Linked DNA regions of Rattus norvegicus: region 1 is linked to region 2. Evidence: chromatin contacts called from public Hi-C data. All regions are on one chromosome and are shown on one strand. Each heading gives the region's core, a stretch centred on a gene start, on an enhancer-like site or on the middle of the called end of the contact. The rest is flanking DNA. Distances are from core to core; before and after follow the strand shown.

The links. Hi-C and Micro-C count contacts between places; a contact is called where the count stands out from the background.
Region 1: a contact with region 2 is called in a Hi-C map of psoas muscle, with 1.6 times the contacts expected there. The contact joins the enhancer-like site here to the promoter of Vezf1 in region 2. A contact is called at or near these places in 2 of 12 Hi-C or Micro-C datasets (frontal cortex and psoas muscle).

The regions. Positions count from the first base shown.
Region 1 is chr10:73,411,023-73,413,773 of GRCr8, forward strand. All of the region lies in intron 1 of Cuedc1 (CUE domain containing 1), which reads left to right. Among named protein-coding and RNA genes, the nearest start is that of Cuedc1, 23 kb to the left of the region's middle. Within about 2 kb of position 1,494, at least 76 of the 93 cell types and tissues checked have an H3K27ac peak or open chromatin away from gene starts, as enhancers often do.
Region 2 is chr10:73,355,655-73,358,391 of GRCr8, forward strand. Vezf1 (vascular endothelial zinc finger 1) reads left to right here and starts at 1,460. Exons shown (of 6, transcript NM_001304355.2): 1 at 1,460-1,586. The coding sequence starts at 1,554.

The sequences.
Region 1 (2,751 bases), core at 244-2,743, 55 kb after region 2:
CCATTGCTGGAGGAGGTAAGGCAGGTTTATAGGCTACTGGATCACAACCTTGTAAAACAGAGAGCAAATGTGTATCTCTCCCCTACATAAACACAGCTGTTTCTGTGGTTAAAATGGTGTGACCCGGAGAGGATGTTGGTCCGGATTTAGCATGCTGGTCCTTGTCCTTATGCTACCCCAACTGGCTGTGTACCTATAAGGAGATCATCTCACCCCTCTGGGGCTTGCCTTGCTCTTTAAAGACTCTGTGTTTGAGCATTTTTATACCAGTGGGGTAAAAACTGAACAGCTAGGTTTGGACCCTTGTTCTTCACTTGCGGGTGATGTGACCTGGGTAGACTTCCTAATGGTCAGTGTTTCCTCCCCTCCTCACGGGGGTATTGTGAAGATCACAGGAAATGGGTGCTCAGTGAAACATTAATATTATTATTAGAAACCAAGGCCACAGGGCCAGCCAAGTAGCTTGGCTAGGAGAGTGCTTTGCTAATATGTACATGTCTCCAGGTTTGATCCTCACAACAGAAACCCTACATACGTGGGCAAGCAGAGGCACAGGTTCAAGTTCATACATCCTCATCTCTACAGGGAGTTCCAGCATGGTGTATAAGATATCCAGGAGAGAGGTAGAAAGGGAAGGGGAGGGGAGAGGAAGGAAAGGAAAACCGAGACCAGTTCAGGAGGAGCAGGGGCAGGAGCAGGAGCAGGAGCAGGGGAATGGAGAGACCATCACAGAGGCAGCCCAGGCCTCTCAGAGGCTGTACGTGAGGATCTTTCTATTAATCCGGCCCTGTCTGGGGTGTTAGTGCCGGGGTGGACACATTGCCTTGGTCTCAGGAGCCAACTCCAGCCACTGTCATCCCAAACCTCATCTGTTTCCCTGTTACTCCCCTGGAGCCTCCATGGTCCATGTTAGGGATGACTCTGCAGAATTCTGGAAGTTTCTAGACTCTTCCTTTCCATCCTGGGTCAGGTATATGAGGCCTCCTGTTGGACGTGAGAGCATTTCTGTCTTAAAGCTACAGAGCTTGGGGTTTGCTGTTTGTTATTTTGTTTTCTGTTTTTCTAGACGGGGTTTCACTGTGTAGCCTTAGTTGTCCTGGAACTCCCTCTGTTAATCTCAAAGTCACAGAGATCCATCTGCCTCTGCCTCCTGAGTGCAGGGATTAAAGGTGTGCACACCACTGCCTGGCACTTATTTATTTATTTATTTATTTATTTATTTATTTATTTATTTATTTATTTATTTTTTAGAGACGAAGCCCTTTGGAGCACAGAACAGTTTAAAGGTCAATGTTTGGTAGGCCTCTGCTTCTGTTGCATCCTCCGAGGGCAGAGCTATTCTCTGGCCTCTCTCACTATCAAGAGCCCCACAGAGCCTACAGTGTCCAGCCCTGTCCCCTTTCCTCATTGCCTTTGTCCTCTGGTCCCTGCAGTCTCCAGCAGCAAGCTCTGTGGCTGCCAGGCCCAGACTGAGCCCCAGGACAGCCCCTCCCTTTCCTCCCTCAGCAGCTGGGGCCTGGCCTCCACCCCTTTCTTGGATCCAGGCCTCAGTGGTAATGAATTACATAAATAAGTCATTCCCATTAGCAGCACAGCCAGACTCTGGCCCAGGAGGCAGGGCAGGTCCTCAGGCAGTATGGCTCTGGCAAGCTACTCCTTAGCAAGGTGGCTCCAAGCCCTGATGTTTCTGCTTGGTGTCTTAGGGAGGGGCCCCAATCCTCCGGTCCTTTCCGTGTTAGGTTTTCAGTCTAGAGGTTCCCCAATTATCTCCTTCCACCAGCCACAGGGGCTCAGGGCAGGTGTGTTTGACAATAGTTAAGCCCCTAGGAGGGGTTAGAGGTGGGGTGTCTGGTGGCTTAAGCTGCTCTTCTGGGCTTGCCTGGGCTTGACTGGCAAAGGTGCACAGTGGCCATGGCAACCCTTGTCTGCAGACAGCCCCAGGCAAACACTGGCTTTCAAAGGGGGCCTTGTTCCCTGTGAGAGCTTTTTGGGTTGCTGGGCCTTTCAGACCTGGAAAGGAAAAGGATGACAGAGAGGATGGGGAGGGTTGCCTGGGAGGAGAGGACACTCCTGCCTCTCCTCACCCCCTTGCCCTGGCCCCAAGCATATTTCGTGGAGGCCTCTGTTTTCAGACCTGCTGCTGGTGAATGAAAGGAAGAGTGAACAGAAGAGTGTGCCCAGTCTCCAGGCAACCGGCTGTCTGTGCAGTTGAAAGGAGAGAGGAAAGTCACACTGGGCACCGTAGTGTGGGGGTCCTAAGCTGATTGCATCAAGATAGCCACAGCCACCTAGGCAGATTCTCTGCTGAGTATCAGACATGTAACATGTGCAACACCAGAGCTGGGATGTAGCTCTGTTGGTAGACCGGTAGCCTAACATACACCAAGTTTAATATACAGCATAGCATGGCAGCACACATGGGTTATACCAGAACTGGGGAGGTAAAGGCAGGAGGCTCAGAATTTCAAGATCATCACTGGCTACTTAGGGAGTCAGAAGGAAAAGAAACTTGGGGCCGCAAGGGGGTTGGAGAGAAAATGAGAGGAGAAAAGAAGAGAGGGAAGAGAAAGAGCCACAAAACTATTCATCAAATGTAAGGCGACTACACTATCAGTCTACACTCTTGTTCGAGAGTGGCAATACTAGTGGATTTCGGGAAAATGTTGATCACGGGCTTTGCTGTTTTTGCGGGGGAGGGGGCAGGGCGGTGTGTGTTTCAGTTCCAGAATTCTCCCCGTTCACACTTTATCA
Region 2 (2,737 bases), core at 210-2,709:
AGTATCTAATGGGAAGTCAACTTAAAGGAACCAGACCATCATTTCCCAGCCTGCCCTTTTATTCTGGTGACTGATGGAAGAGTGGGAGGGAACTATAATTGTTTAATGGTTGGAAAAACATCAAATTACCATACCTCTTCAGTTTCTATTCCCATAGAATTTTGTAACTATTCTATTTGGATATATATATGGAAGTTGAAGATGTCTTTCATTAGAACTGTCTGGAGAGGATAAGAGTCAGTTTGAAATACAGTCTTGAAATAATGTGCCCATCTGAGTTTTTTTTTTAAACATTTTATAAAAATACCATAGATGGAGCCTGCCTCCTCATTTCCCCACCACAGATTTCTTGGACTAGATACATGTTTAATAATAGCTTGTCTCTGATATTCACAGTAGCTACCTCTATGTGAGGAAAGGATAGAAAACATTCAAGACATCATACGGGCTTACGATCTACAGATTCCAACCAGTAGCAGTGGCTGACTCCTACATAGAAGACTGGGAACTACAAACAGGCTGGGGTCACCTCAGTGACATCTGACGCTGTCCAACCAGAAGTCTGACTTGTGTGTTGCAGGAATTGAAGAATGTACTAAAAGACTAAAATATTTCGTCTCTATACTTTCTCATTTGTTTTTATTGTTTTTAATTCTGGCGGGAGAGGGGTTCAAATTCAAATAGAATTTCCTATAATCTGGAAGGATGGGGAAGCACGGTTCCGTCACCCAAGAATAACCCAGTAATGACATCTGAACGCGTGGGAAGTGTTTCCCTCTACACTAAGAGGATCTAAGGCTGTACCCTAGTGGAATTCCCTGCTCAAATTGGAAGACCACGCAAAGGAAGATGGAGATATCATAGCAAGAGCACTGAGGGCTTAGCTGGTCAGGAATGAAAATACCCGAGGGTAGGGGACATTAGAAGCCAGCATCCCCCAGTTAGTAGGTTGAAGCTGTGCTGTGCTTGACCGACTGAAGAGCCAGGTGACCAACTGGAGCTCTGACTGCCGCTGGAGATATGAGAGGGACGCGACGCCGCTGGGCACCGAGTCAGAGTCACGAGAGGCAGCCCAGCTGTGCCCAGCGGGCCAGCGCCAGACCCTGGCGTCCTCCATCTTCTCTCCTGAGCTCCCCCTGCTCCAGCTGCCTGAGCCACGGACCGCAGCATCACACACCCCCGCGGGGGGGGACGCCGCGCCCCATCCCCGCCCCCGGCCCCACCCCAGCCCCCGCGCGGGCGCCCTGACCCCACCGCCCGCGGGCACTGGCTGAGCTCCGAGGCGGCGCGCCGGCGGCGGGGACGCCCGGAGGGGGTCGGAGCGGCTGGGGGCGGCGGCGGCCGGGCCGGGGCTCCCCCCCCGCCCGCGCTCGCCGCCGCGGTGGTGCGTCCCGGAGGTTACCGGAAGTGGCCGCGCTCGGCGCTGCCATGTTGAGGAGCCGCCGCTGCCGCTGCCGCCGCCGCCGCCGCCGCCGCTTTGTTGTCGCCTCCTCCGGCTGAGGAGGCTCCCCGAGCGGGGGGAGTGGGGAGGAGGGGGGTCGGCCGCCGCAGCCATGGAGGCCAACTGGACCGCGTTCCTGTTCCAGGTACTGGGGGCCCCGGGGGGGCCGGGGGGCCAGGGGGGCCGGGCCGGGCTCGGGCGGGCGCTCCTCCCCTCCCGGCTCCGCTCTCCGGCCGGGCCTTAATCCCCCTTTGTTTTTCCGCCCGCCCGCTCCGGCGGAGCCCGGCCGCTGAGGTGAAAGGAGGCGGCCTCGCAGGGTGCGGGGGAGAAGCAGGCCTCGGGGTGAACCCGGGCCCCCCCAAGCACACACGCACACACACACCCTTCCCTCCCGCCCTGAAGGGGAAGGGAGGAGGCCGGCCGCTGTCACCACCGGGCGGCCCAGAGAAAAGAGGGCGCCGGGCCGCTGGGTAGCGCGGGCCGCTCGGCCACTGCGCGCCGGACCGGGGCCGCGCGGCGCTGCGAGGGGGTCCCCGGGTCCCGCTCCAAGTCCCCATCCATCTTTCGCTCGCGCTTTCGCGTCACCTCTCTTTTTGTGTGTGTGCTTGTGTGTTGACTTTCTGACCCTCCTCCCACATCCCGCGAATAGCGGGTATCTCTGGCTTCTCCGCCACTCCCCCTTCTCGCCGCCCCCTCGGGTGTACCCGACGGGGGGTGTTGCGAGCGTGGTTCCCGTCTGTAAACTTTTCTCGGTCCCTAACCCAAGTCCTAAGCGATCCCTGGCAGCTGGTCCCCTCGCCTCTGTCCAGCTCCTGCGGTCCCATTGAGCTTGGGGAATCCCCGGACCGGCGGGCCGGGCGGGGGCGGGGAGCGGCGGGGGCCGGGACTCCTGCAGGCCCGACCTTTCCCGGAGCGCGTCTTGCTAGTCTCGCTCCGCGGCCCGCTCGAATGTTCGCTCCGGCCCAGTGGGCGACGGGAAGCGGAGAGGGAGCGCAAAGTCCGCTTACAAAGCCCCCAGCTGAGTCACTCGTGGAGTGTGTGTGTGTGTGGGGGGGGGGGTCTTCGCGTCTTTTTCTTCTTTTTTCCTTTTTGCCAGAAACTTCAAAGCTAGTGTAGCGGATGCTTCAGCCATACCCTTCCCCTGTTCTTCTGCCACTTTAATGCGGGACCCCTGTTTGGAACTTTTTTTTTTTGGCTGCTTCCTTTCTGTTTGCAAATGCATTGATGTGCAGTAGAGATGAGCACACGCAGAAACTTCAGAACTGAAGGTTAGAAAGCTAGTCGTTTTTTTAAATG